4 separate regions of the Sus scrofa genome follow, and all the other regions are linked to region 1. The links are chromatin contacts, called in public HiChIP or PLAC-seq maps. All regions are on one chromosome and are shown on one strand. Each heading gives the region's core, a stretch centred on a gene start, on an enhancer-like site or on the middle of the called end of the contact. The rest is flanking DNA. Distances are from core to core; before and after follow the strand shown. Region 1 holds the start of YWHAZ (tyrosine 3-monooxygenase/tryptophan 5-monooxygenase activation protein zeta). Region 2 overlaps LOC102160303 (a long non-coding RNA gene). Region 3 holds the start of ZNF706 (zinc finger protein 706). Region 4 has its middle 20 kb from the start of ZNF706.

Evidence for each region. HiChIP or PLAC-seq counts read pairs in DNA pulled down with a chosen protein or histone mark.
Region 2: a contact with region 1 is called in an H3K27ac HiChIP or PLAC-seq map of alveolar macrophages. The contact joins the enhancer-like site here to the promoter of YWHAZ in region 1. A contact is called at or near these places in 3 of 5 promoter capture datasets (fetal liver, fetal skeletal muscle and liver), 10 of 47 Hi-C or Micro-C datasets (alveolar macrophages, brain, fetal heart ventricle and 4 more) and 2 of 2 datasets of contacts at active chromatin or transcription factors (alveolar macrophages and skeletal muscle).
Region 3: an H3K27ac HiChIP or PLAC-seq map of alveolar macrophages shows a contact between it and region 1. The contact joins the promoter of ZNF706 here to the promoter of YWHAZ in region 1. A contact is called at or near these places in 3 of 5 promoter capture datasets (fetal liver, fetal skeletal muscle and liver), 24 of 47 Hi-C or Micro-C datasets (adipocytes, alveolar macrophages, blood and 13 more) and 2 of 2 datasets of contacts at active chromatin or transcription factors (alveolar macrophages and skeletal muscle).
Region 4: an H3K27ac HiChIP or PLAC-seq map of alveolar macrophages shows a contact between it and region 1. The contact joins the enhancer-like site here to the promoter of YWHAZ in region 1. A contact is called at or near these places in 2 of 5 promoter capture datasets (both in liver), 6 of 47 Hi-C or Micro-C datasets (blood, embryonic fibroblasts, fetal skeletal muscle and 2 more) and 2 of 2 datasets of contacts at active chromatin or transcription factors (alveolar macrophages and skeletal muscle).

Annotation. Positions count from the first base shown.
Region 1 is chr4:35,978,132-35,981,172 of Sscrofa11.1, reverse strand. It overlaps YWHAZ (tyrosine 3-monooxygenase/tryptophan 5-monooxygenase activation protein zeta), which reads right to left and starts at 1,346. Exons shown (of 5, transcript NM_001315726.1): 1 at 1,045-1,346. The coding sequence starts at 1,338.
Region 2 is chr4:35,837,037-35,840,064 of Sscrofa11.1, reverse strand. The region is part of intron 1 of LOC102160303 (a long non-coding RNA gene); the gene reads right to left. Among named protein-coding and RNA genes, the nearest start is that of ZNF706, 70 kb to the right of the region's middle. Within about 2 kb of position 1,269, at least 58 of the 83 cell types and tissues checked have an H3K27ac peak or open chromatin away from gene starts, as enhancers often do. A contact at or near this core is called in alveolar macrophages, brain, fetal liver and 3 more, where this site is marked.
Region 3 is chr4:35,766,641-35,769,748 of Sscrofa11.1, reverse strand. It overlaps ZNF706 (zinc finger protein 706), which reads right to left and starts at 1,662. Exons shown (of 4, transcript XM_003481371.3): 1 at 1,377-1,662.
Region 4 is chr4:35,746,552-35,749,941 of Sscrofa11.1, reverse strand. No RefSeq gene overlaps it. Among named protein-coding and RNA genes, the nearest start is that of ZNF706, 20 kb to the left of the region's middle. Within about 2 kb of position 1,836, at least 9 of the 83 cell types and tissues checked have an H3K27ac peak or open chromatin away from gene starts, as enhancers often do. A contact at or near this core is called in alveolar macrophages, liver and omental adipose tissue, where this site is marked.

The DNA of each region.
Region 1 (3,041 bases), core at 97-2,596:
TTCAATTTAGGAACTGAAGCTATTCCATTAATGTAAAAGAATACCACTACAACTGTACCAAACCCCAAACCCACAACAGCAGAAATAATTCTGTACTGCTCATTACAGCAGTTCTTCCATGAACAACGATCAAATAATAAGTAGTGCAGCTGGATTTTCAGAGAAATTGGGATACTGTATACAAGAGCGCTGCCATAATGAGACCCAATGTATAACCTAAAGTCCTACAATATAAGGGTAATCATTTAGTAAAACCCACTTTAAGTGCAAAAATGCCTGGTTCATTAAAAAGGGAAAGTATTAGCATATATAGGATGTTATATGCTAAATGGTCGATCTTCTACCAGTTTATCCTCAGATTGAAACTCTTCTGAAATAGAAAGTTACCATTTTTAAGAAAATGTTAAAACAGCCAAAATGTAATGTTCAATTTTTCTAAGGTATTTAAAAAAGCAGCCATTCAACACAGTAGGGACTGAATACTTAAAATACTTCTTGAGTGAACCTGGAAAATAAAGCTTGAGATAATCTTTTATTGTGGTTGTCAATGTTCAAAGATGACTTTCAACACTTAAAAGCAGGAAGAAAGAAAAGCAACTGCTAAGCCAGTTTTCACCATGGCTGACTCACTACATTAACATTATAGTGGCTAGCTCAGGGAAGGCTACAATGTCTCCCATTACATCTTACATAAAACAAGACATATAAAATTCCTGCAGTGTATTTTTTACTTTTAAGAAAATCAGCCATAGAACTACCACAAATACTCTAACCACAACTGAAAAATACTATTATCTTCTCCATTAGAAAAAAAATACACTGGCAGTCTATGTGAAATGATTGATAATCATCATTGCATTTATTTTATACCAACTTAATTTAACCACTACTGTTTTAACATCTTTTAGTAAAGATATTCTGGAAGACTTGGAAATCTAGAACACCCCTTTTTTAAAAGGAAAAGAAAAACCAAAAAAAGAAAAAGTTGACAGTAACATAACTGATATTCACTATAGATGCTAGACTGAATGGTTGGATTCTCACCAGTACATCATTGCAGATATCTCTTAGCTCGGTCTCAATTTTCTCTCGGTATTCTCGAGCCATCTGCTGTTTTTTCTCAGCACCTTCCGTCTTTTGCTCAATACTTGAGACGACCCTCCAAGATGACCTACGGGCTCCTACAACATTTTTATAAGCAACTGAGAGAAGATTCCTCTCCTCATTGGATAATTCAGCTCCTTGCTCAGTTACAGACTTCATACAGGCTGCCATGTCATCATATCGCTCAGCCTGCTCGGCCAGTTTGGCCTTCTGCACCAGCTCATTTTTATCCATGACTGGATGTTCTGCAGGAGAGAAAAAGTAGCATTTAGATATTTTTTCCATTAAAACAATCAGACTCAACTTTAATTCTCTTGTAAATAAGCTGTGTTAACACCCCAAACCTAATTACCTATGGAAGATTCTTCACATGAGGAATTTAATGCAGCCTCACAAAAGGATGTTCAGAATGAGAAAAAAAATTGATATACTCAGCATGCAGATGGTCATTTATAGCCATTAACAACAGTTTTGCTTTAGCAAAACTAAAGCAGCTTTGCCTCATCTTTGTTCAGAAGATCCTAATTTCACATAAGGTCAAAGCACATTTGACCAAGAGCCTTGAAAACCAACCTTTATCTTACTTGGTCAAAATTTCCACTCAGTTTCCATTATCACTAAGTAATCCAAAATCAAGGAGCTTATCTTTAGTGAAGACACCACTTACAAAAACATTACTTTCTGTCATACTTGTGCACGATTCATGTCAGTTTAATTTAATTCATGTCCTTTTAGTTTAATAGTTACTCTTATCAGGAGCATTTAAATTTACCACCCCTACCACAAGTCCACTGATCTTTGCAAATTTGTCACCTGATGACAGCATGCCAATTCTCTAGGAGAAATGACCAAATTTCTTGTTTAAGATATTCTCAATATTAACCCACCACCAAGGATCAAGACCAAAGTGGCCCTAAGGGTTCATTTACCTGTACCTTCTTATATGCACAGTCTTAAAAAAAAAAAGGATATATATATATATCTCCATGAGTCCCGGAACTTCAGTTCTATCTGTGAGCTCTAAATTATGCATAGTAAGTGCTTCCAGTGTGACCAGTGTTTCTGATGTCCTTGTTCAGTTTAAATGATGAATTACTGCACTGTTTCTAGCAGTCAAAATTCAATTGAATACATTACTACTCACGCTTCCCTTCCTAATTCTTTCTCTCATTTTAAAGCTCCCTTGACTTTTCAATTTACCCCCGTTATAGTCTTCCTTAAGATATCCTTTTGAAGAGTCGTAAAACAGCAAAGACACTAAACCATACAGTGATCCCAGAGGGTACACAATTTTAAAGAAAAATGTACAGCCTGAGTGTGGAAGAGAAGAGCTACTGTCACTCACTACGGGAATTGACTCCTTTTACCTTCCCAGGGAAATGCCACAATACTTGGGGGGCGGGGGGGTAACACCCCACAAATCCGAACAGGTCCCCACGTATTTAAACAAGTACTTAGCTAGCTTGAATGGGAAGTATATACTGCTTCAGTGTGAAAACCAAAATTGTGATCGCATAACCCTCCAACCCCCTCCCTTCTCGAAATTACTAATGCGTCCCCTAGGACCTAAAAAATGCTCTCAGGCTAATGCTCCTTCTAATGAAAACTATCTAAAACCAGTACAAAGGTTTCTCTCCTCACCCCCTCGGGTACAAGGGGAAGTGGATTAGGTTTCTCATAGAATAACCAGTGCTCCAATGACTCGCCGCACCCATTTAACCCTTAACGGACGTAAGCCGTCGAGATGAGTAAAACAAAATCCGGCCGACTGTGACTTTAAGGTGCAAACCCTTCTGTCCGCGCCATCCGCAACCCCCTCCTTGGCTCCGCCCAAGCTGGTGCCTCCGCTCAGTCCCCGAGTCTCCCTCTTTGTCATGGCGGATCTGTGTCAAGGAGCCCAACCTACTGCCGAGTGTTAATTCCCCCACCAGAGCCGG
Region 2 (3,028 bases), core at 20-2,519, 140 kb after region 1:
CCCGAGAAAATCAAGTGGTGTGAAAATGCCAGCTAATACTGCTTGTTTCCGCTTGTACTCAGTACCACCAAAGTAGAAAGGATGGGTTTAGAAGCGCCTTTTTTTTTTTTTTTCTGTCTTTTTGCCATTTCTACGGCCGCTTCTGCGGCACAAGGAGGTTCCCAGGCTAGGGGTTGAATTGGAGCTGTAGCCGCAGGCCTACACCAGGGCCACAGCAACATGAAGCCACAGCAACACGGGATCCAAGCCGCGTCTACAACCTACACCACAGCTCATGGCAACGCCAGACTCAACCCACTGAGCGAGGTCAGGGATCGAACCCTCAACCTCATGGTTCCTAGTCAGATTCGTTAACCACTGAGCCACAACGGGAACTCCTAGAAACTCCTTGAGGACGGCTGCAATGCAGGTTTAGCCCGTGCACATAAATTAAACACAGGTGTGGAGGCCTGGTGACCCTGACCTGACTCCTTCTGCCAACTGCTAGTTGTGCCTCCTTGCAAACTCAACTCATGATCCTTCAGTGGGGACCCATTTGTAGTTAAGGCATCTAAGCTCAGGGGGAACCTCCTCAAAATCAGTGACTCTCAAAGTCAAGTCTACCAAGCACCTGCTTAGAAAACGTCAGGACCCTTGTTAAAATGCAGATTCCACAGCTGTAGCTGGTTCTGTTGAATCTCAGGCTCTGCCAACAAGGCTGGCGGATGTGCATTTCTGACAAGTTCTCCAGGTGACCCTAGGCCCGCTTTCTCAGCCCATACCCCAGGCAGGTGTGGGGACATGGGGCAGCTATAGAGGAATCTTCCTGACCGTGTCACGATGGGTCTATCTGGGAGCTTTGCCTCAAGCCTCAAAATCACGATCCTCCTGGAGGTGGCATCCTCAGGGACGGTGCCTCTCGCTCAGCGCTGTGTGAGTGCTGGAGTGACCTTGCTTATGAATTACGAGTAAAGGGCTTTTTAGAACAGAAGCCACCTCTCCCTGGTTTCTGACTTTTTGGCGGCCTCATGAAACAAACCAGCTTCAGGAAAGGGATGCACGTGGTGGGGGGCCATGTGGCCGTGCACCCAGCAGGCGGCCATGACTCAGCTCCGGGGGCTCGCGCCCAGTCCCGGGGCTGGGCGGGTTTGATCAACAAAGAGCTCGAATGCGCACTCCCCGGGCGGCGGCGCACCTGCCCACCTGCCTGCTGCCGGGCTGCCCGGCCCCACCCCTTCCGGAGGCGGCCCTGGAGGCGGCCGTTGCCGGCCCGGTGGGGGCGGGGGCGAGAGCAGGCTGCGGCCCCCGCCCTCTGAGTCACCCCTACCCGCCGGAACCGAGCGGGCCGCCGCCTGGTCCCGCCCCGCCTCTGCGCCTGCGCGCTGCACCCGTTCTCCCAGCCCCACTCAAGGCGCGGGCGGAGCCCGGCGAACTCGCTCCCCCTGCGTTTCTGGCACCCAGACTGCTGGGCTTCCAGAGCAGGAGCCCCTACCCCGCGTCCCTCCACAGGCGATGTCTGTCTAACCGCGCTCGCGCCGGCGGGCAGGAAAGCCAGTCTGTCTCTGTCCTATTACTGGGCCTCCCTGATGCTGCTCTCAAACCTCTGCCTGGGAAGACAGGCAAGTAGCTAGTGGCACCCAGACTCCACAGCTGTCAACTGTCCCTTTTCTTCTGCTAGTGGTTCTCAAAGGTTGCTGCCCATTGGAATCACCTGGGGAGCTTTTAATAAACTGGACAGTTAAATCAGAACCACAGATGTGGGCCCCGGGCATTGGCATTAGTGCAAAGCTATCCAGATGATTCCTGTGTACAGCCTGGGCTGCGAATCCCGAACCACGGATGCAGAGGCGGGTTTCTCAAACTTTAAACGGCATCGAAATTGCCTGGAATCTTGTTAAAGTTCAGATTCCCTCTCAGAAGGCCCGGCAGGGGCCTGAGAGACTGCATTTCTAACAAGCTCCCAGGTGCTGCTGAGGCTGCACGACAATAAATGCTCCGTGTCCCTTTACCTTTTCTCTTGTATTGTGATAGGGAAGACATGGGCTTTGGAGCAGGTAGGGGTTTGAATCTCACCTCTGCCACTTCTAGCTTGGTGAAACTGGATCTTGTTTCTTTGTATGTGAGGGCTTGATACTCTCGAGTTTCTGGTGAGGGTGACATGAGATGATGTACAGAAGGCACCTAGCACTCAGTGAGTGTTCAGAGAAGGTCCCCTGTGTTAGGATGGCTTGGCTCTCCAGTGACCCTCATGGCTGATTCGGCCAGGGATTGGCAGAAGCAGAAGGCGGTCCGTTCAGGTTCCCACTTCCCTGCTCTCCTTCCTGTTAGGAGAACTGGGGTCGAAGCCAAAACACTCACATGAAGGGGAGAAGGGGTATAAAGGCAGGAGGCAGGTGTGAGTTGGGGGAGCTGGAGAGATGGGGCAGTGGCAAGGAAGGTCCATGTGAGAGCCCTGAGGAGGGCAGTGGGACCATTCCTACTGGTGGTGAGCTCCACTCTTGGTCTTGCTCTCCTGAAACTTTAGCCCGTATATGTCTCATTTGGGGGCCCAGTGAAGGGGCTGGAAGACAGAGGTTTTGCATTAAATCTTACTGCTTTGTTTGAGACCAGTGGTGGGGACCATGTGCAATAAGATTGTGTGTGTCATGAGATCTGTGGATGCTCCATCAGGCTCTTCCCAAATGCAAGGCACGTTTGGGATTCTCTTGTTAATGTTTGAGATTGTAATTCTCTTTTCTTTTAAACCATGGGCATTTCTTAGGCCGCTCCCACAGTATATGGAGGTTCCCAGGCTAGGGGTCGAATCGGAGCTGTAGCCACCGGCCTACGCCAGAGCCACAGCAACGCGGGATCCGAGCTACATCTGTGACCTACACCACAACTCATGGCAACACTGGATCCTTAACCCACTGAGCAAGGCCAGGGATCGAACCCGCAACCTCATGGTTCCTAGTCGAATTCGTTAACCACTGAGCCACACGGGAACTCCCTAAACCATGGGCTTTCAATGTAACTCTGATGGACAGCTTGGTGGGTAGGATTTTTTATT
Region 3 (3,108 bases), core at 413-2,912, 210 kb after region 1:
GACTGTACGGATAACCTCTTAATTGTTATACACTGAAAAAAAAATTGTGAGAAGGGAAGCTACTAATTCTAGAAGTTTCTTTGATATCTAGAAGTTGTTAGCTATTTTAACATTTTCATGCAGGGATCTGTACAAAGGAATGCCATTAAATACACATTATTTTTAACTTTTGCAGTTCCAATTTCTTCTAATACATAACATTACACGATAGATTTAACCCATTTTCACTGTCATCTAACAAAAGTAACAAACAAGCCATGAAAGCTTTAATAAATACGTCTGTGGTTGCTGTTCTTATTTTTGAAATAGAAAGCCTAACATCAGGTAAAGGAAACTCAATTAGTCTAAATGTGTTAAGATCGGCCCCTAAGTTCTAACACGCTGCATTGATTTCCTTCCTGAAAGCAGAAATGCAAACGAACAAACCACCTGCTTTTGGACAGCTCAACTTAGGACTTGCTCTCAAGCCAATCGAATTTTCTACAAAACCTTAAGCAATAACTAAGCATAACTTCTCCCTGATTAAATGCGCCAAACTGTGGAGCAGGAAGTCATGTACAACCCTAAAAGTTGGTTTTTAATATAACTCTTATTTTGGACGATTCTCGGAGGGGGCTGCAAAGAGGGAAGTAACAGAGCGAATAACGAGTTCTTCCAAAACGAGGAGCTCTTATCGGAGGTAACAAGTTAAGCACTGCCCCAAAGACCCTCTTAGAACCAAAACAAATAAGAGAGGAAAAAAAAAGATTTTGGATCCAGGAAGTAGGATCATCCTCCCTAAGAATGTGAAGCGAAGAGGCCCAGGCAGTGTTCAACATCCTGACCCTGGCTTTTAACTCCATCCGTTTTGGAGAGGCAGAGGATGAAAGCACCAGCCGTAAGGTCTATTTCTCTCAGCACTTCGCTGAACCCAGCTGCAGCCGGGCGCATCTTCCTTCTCGATCCGGTCTCTTCAGCCTCAGAGAGCCCCCTCCTCTTTTCTGCCACCCAGTCTCTCTCTACCCGCCACTCCCCACGGACCCCGGCCCGAGACGTGCCTCCCGGAGGCCTCAGCTGTCCGAAACCCGGCCCCTTGACCACGGGGAGTCCCGGCCTCGAGAAACCGGCCAGCTGCTGTCGCCAGAGGGTAAGGTTACCGCTCGGCTACCGGTCTGCGACCCGGCCACCTGCAGGGCCTGGCAGGCGCCCGAGCTTCCCCTCCTTCCGCGGCCCGCGCCGGACAGGACGGGCTCGGCCGCCCCCGGGAGGCGGGGCAGGCCGGTGGCCCCTCGCGACCTGTGGTAACCCCCATGGTTCCCGCCGACCCCGCCGGCGGGCCCCCACCCGGGCTCCCGGGCGTCCTGTGCGGCGTCAGCGCCGCCCCCACAGCCGCTTACCCGGGCCGGGACAGTCTTGCGTCTGAGAGACCGCGCAGCGCGAGAGCGCCGGGGAGGTGGCCGGAGAGGAAGGGGAGCGCGTCCAGCACCGCTTCGACCTCCTCCACCCGCCAAGGAGGGGAAAAGGGAGAGCCGAGAGCACAACAGCCCGCGCCTCACACCCGCCGCCGCCGCCGCCGCCGCCGCCGCGCGCGCCCGCCGCCGCCTCAGCCTTGGGGGAGGCCACTACGCCTCGTGCTCGCGCACGCCGCGCTGCTCTCCCAGTCGCCCCAGCGCCGCCCGCTTCTCCCTGCTCCCGCCCACTCGCCTTCCTGCTGAGGCCTCCTCCCCGCCCCCACTCTCTAGCGCGCCTGCCCCTCTTCCGGCCGCGCGGGCCAATGGCAGCGCGCCCCTATTACATAAGTGGAGAGGCGGGGCCTGCAGGCTGAAGGCGGCCCCTCAGAGAAGGGAACTGCAGGGGACGTCGCGCTCTGTCCTCTGTGCCCCTCCCCTGCCGCGTGCTCTCTCCGGGCGGCTTTAGCCGGCCCTGGGACCCGCGTGATCTCGGTCCTGGCTGGTGACGGCCCGCAGTGTGATTCACAAGTCGCTCGCTCACTCATTCGGGCGGTGGCCGGGCCTCAGCCCCTGCGTCCCAGGTCACGAGCCTCCCACCTCGGCGGCGCCCTCCTGTGTCCCAGCCTGGGGAGGGTCCCGGTGAGGCGCGCCAGCCCCGCGGCGCTAAGGGTCGCCGACCCGGGAGCCCGCCACCCAGGCGCACTGCCGTCCCCGCCTCCTGTGAGGCCCGGGCGGGCTGGTCGGCCCTTAACTGGGACGTGCAGCCTTTGTTCGCTCACCAGCTGCCCTTTACCTCGTTTCCGGGGAAACCCTGGTTACTCTACGAATCTGGGAATTTTAGAGAGTTCAAGATTCAGGCCTGAGTGTCTCGCTGAAAATTGCCGGCCAGGCCTCCCTGACCATTTTAGTCTAACTACTTAGCAGTTTAATCAGTTGTTACTATTTGGGGGAATTGTGTGTGTGTGTGTGTGTGTGTGTGTGCGCGTGTGTGTTACTTGACTTAGAGGCCACGACGGCTAATTTCCAATATGTGATCAAGAGCATGGCGATTTAGTAATTATTAAATCTGTTTATCTGGAAAGGCCTTTTAGACCTTGGCTTTAGTCTGCTGCTTCCCTCCTCCCCCCTCCCCTCGCCTCCGCCGCCGCCACCCAACACACGTTTGTTTCAAATTAGAACTACAGATCCAACAACAAAGGAACTCTTGGCATTTGACATTCTCACCTTGCCTCCGCTCTCCTAATTTATCTGTCAGCGCCCAGGAAATGGTAGTTGAATGTAAATACATGGCAAGTTACTAGGATAACTTGGGTGGACCGGGGTATATATATCACAGAATTGTTGAAAATAGCCAGGGAGGAGTTAACTGCTTAATGAATTTGGGTGGCATACAACTTGTTCAGTCGTTCCTTTTCCTCCCCACTTCAGGTCCTCTCACTTTTCACACCCTCCCTTCCATATTGCAGTTTTAAACGACAGGTTCAAATTTTAATCTCTCTCCAGTGCTCAATTGTAAGCTCATTTTCGCCGCTGCATACCCAGTGCTTAGCAGTATATGAAATATAGTAGGGGGTGAGTAAATGGCTATTGATCAGATTAACTGATGTGTATCAAGAAAGCAGAACTGGGAGTCCCCATCGTGGCGCAGTGGAAACAAATCCCACTAGGAACCATGAGG
Region 4 (3,390 bases), core at 587-3,086, 230 kb after region 1:
TATATAATGCATTCATTCCATACGGATTTGTTAAAATCCAAATCGCATTCCTGAGGCAGAGAGTTGAATGTTTGGACATATTTTTCCCCTCTTATAATTTTTTTTTGAGTTCCACTCTATGTTATACCTTTAGCTTCCTTTGAGCAGCACTATAAGAAACAGCCTTATGAAACTCAGTTCGTGTTTACTATAAGCAAGTTACTGAAGATACAATCTATTGTATTAAATAGTTCTCCTCACTTATCTTGTAATTCAATCCTGGAAACATTTGGCCTTTTTCTTCTGAGCAACTGGTCCTTTTTTGTTTGTTTCTTATCTTTTAAACCCTATGACTCTTCTGACTGATTCTTTCTTGGTCACTAGGAAGCTTAGAAATTATGACATACCTACTGTGCAATAATTTTTGGTATATTCTACATTTTTGGTGTATATTGCCCAGGCTTCATTTTACAATGCCATCCTTGTTTTTCTCTAAATCTTCCTTTTTTAAAAAAATCTATTTTGCTCCTTTTGTATTTTGTAAACTTCCTCAAATAAATCCTGGACTAAGGTTAAAATACAAATTAGGCTGCTTTGGTATACTGTTTAAAGCACTGATTATTGAAAGAGAATGTGGCTAGTGACTTTCATATCTATATATATTTATGAGAAATTGGAAATGTTAGTAACAAAGGTGAATCATAAGAACAGATTAAATACCATTCCTTTATAATTAGGGTTATTAGAGATGCTAGGCATTTAATAATAGCAGCATTATTCACATTAGCCAAACTGTGGAAACAACCTAAGTGTACACCAACAGGTAAATGGATAAAAACTGTGGCACAGGAGTTCCCGTCGTGGCACAGTGGTTAACGAATCCGACTAGGAACCATGAGGTTGCGGGTTCGATCCCTGCCCTTGCTCGGTGGGTTGAGGATCTGGCATTGCCGTGAGCTGTGGTGTAGGTCGCAGATGCGGCTCAGATACCGTGTTGCTGTGGCTGTGGTGTAGGCCAGTGGCTACAGCTCCGACTAGACGCCTAGCCTGGGAACCTCCGTATGCCACAGGAGGGGCCCAAGAAAAGGCAAAAAAAAAAAAAAAAAAAAAAAAACCCCAAAAATAAAACAAAAACAAAAACCCCATGGCACATACATGATAAAATAGTATTCAGCCATAAAAAATGAAATTCTGATACCTGCTACAACATGGATGAACCTTGAAAACATTATGCTAAGTGAAAGGAGCCAGACACAAAAAGACAAGTAGCATATGATTCCACTTATATCCAATATCAAGAACAGACAAATTCATGGAAACAGAAAGTAGCAGTTACCATGGCTAGGAGAGGGGAATGGGAAGTTATTGCTTAATGTTTACAGAGTTTCTATTTGGAGTGATGAAAGAGTTTTGGAAAAAGATAGCAGTCATGGTTACACAACATTTTGACTCTACTTAAGGCCACTGAATTATACACTTAAAAGTGATTAAAATGGTAAACTTCATGTTATACCTATTTTACCACAGTCAAATATTTACAAACTAGATTAAATATCATTCTTTTTGTGATTAGGATAATTTGTGTTGCCAGTCTTTAAATGGGTTGTTAGTAGCTGCCATGCAGCTTTTCCACAAGGCATCCTAGAACTCAGGCCCCTAGTTGATCATTATAAAGAAGATCGTGTTTTATGAAAGGAACATTATACTTGAGAATTACATTTCAGAGAACTTAACCAAGGAAGCAGTATTGTGTAAACAGCAGAGAGGATCAGAAATATACCCCAAGAGCCAGGACACTATAGTAATCGTCACACACAAAAAGGTAGTAGAGAAGGGTGGCCTGACTCTGGACACTTGCCAAGGGCCCAGGGTGACCCTGGGCAATGTCTAATATGGTTCAGAAAAATGGCCTGCCCCAGGGGTCAGCATAGTGGGCAGGTAATGACAGACAGAGAAGCAGACAGGGCTACCTTACACACCTCTAGCCATGACAGGTAAAAGCAGACAAGAAGTGGACCCCTGGGAGGCTTACATAGGAGGGGCAAGTTCCCACCCCCTGGGAGAGGCGCAAGACAGGACCCCAATTCTAGGATGGAGTTAAGGGTGTATTCAGTTTCACAGATCAAGAACAGGGAAATAGGGTGTCTGGGAAAGCTATCAAAAGCCTTGACAATAATTATATCCTTCAATTATAAAACTTATTGATAAGGAATTTAATCCACCAAAGTAATTATTTAGCATAAAGATGTAACTATTAACACAAATATTTTTAGAACCAGCAGTGCTTAAAATAATAAAAACTTATGCTTTGAGTTCCCGTTGCGGCTCAGCGGTAATGAACCTAATATTCATGAGGACTGGGTTTGATCCCTGGCCTCGCTCAGTGGGTTAAGGATCTGGCATTGCTATGGCTGTGGTGTAGGCCAGCAGCTGCAGCTCAGATTCGACCCCTAGCCTGGGAACTTCCATGTGCCATGGGTGTGGCCCTAAAAAACAAATAAACAAGCAAACACTTATTATTAACTTATATGCCCAGCAGTAAGGATACCCATCCAGCAAAATAACCCTGTTCATTAAAAATGCTTTTGTGGAAGAATTTGCAAAGGCATGTAAATCTAGGACCAATCCTGTGGCATATGGAGGTTCCCAGGCTAGGGGTTGAATTGGAGCCTTAGCCGCCGGCCTACACCACAGTCACAGCAATGCAGGATCTGAGCCTGCGTCTGTGAACTAGACCACAGCTCACAGCAACACCGGGTCCTTAACCCACTGAGCAAGGCCAGGGGTCGAACCCGCAACCTCATGGTTTCTAGTCAGATTCGTTAAGCACTGCACCACCAAGGGAGCTCCAAGACACTTCCATTTTTATATGTACTATAACTATTCCTTGGTTAGATCTCTAAGTACTCCACCGAACAAATCAAAGTAGATTACATGGCCAGCATTTCATATCTGAAGCTATCTATGTTACTCACCTTCTTTTTGCTGCAAAGTAAGCTCATGGGATAAGAAGGGTCTTTCTTTCACTCATTTCATCTAAAAATGTCAAAGTATTTTATGACCTTTGTGTAGTTCACAAAAGAACAATTTTTAAAATTTTTGCATAAATGTGGAGGCAAAAGACTGGATTAAAAAGTTTGCTTCTGTGAGTTCCCTTCGTGGCTCATCGGAAAAGAATCTGACTAATAACCATGAGGACGAAGATTCTCGATCCCTGGCCTCACTCAGTGGGCTAAGGATCCAGAGTTGCTGTGAGCTGTGGTGTAGGTCACAGATGTGGCTCTGGCATTGCTGTGGCTGTGGCATAGTTCAGCCGCTATAGCTCTGATTTGACTCCTAACCTGGGAACCTCCATATGCTTTGGGTGCAGCCCTAAAAAGACCAAAAAAAAAAAAAGGTTTGCTTCCGTTA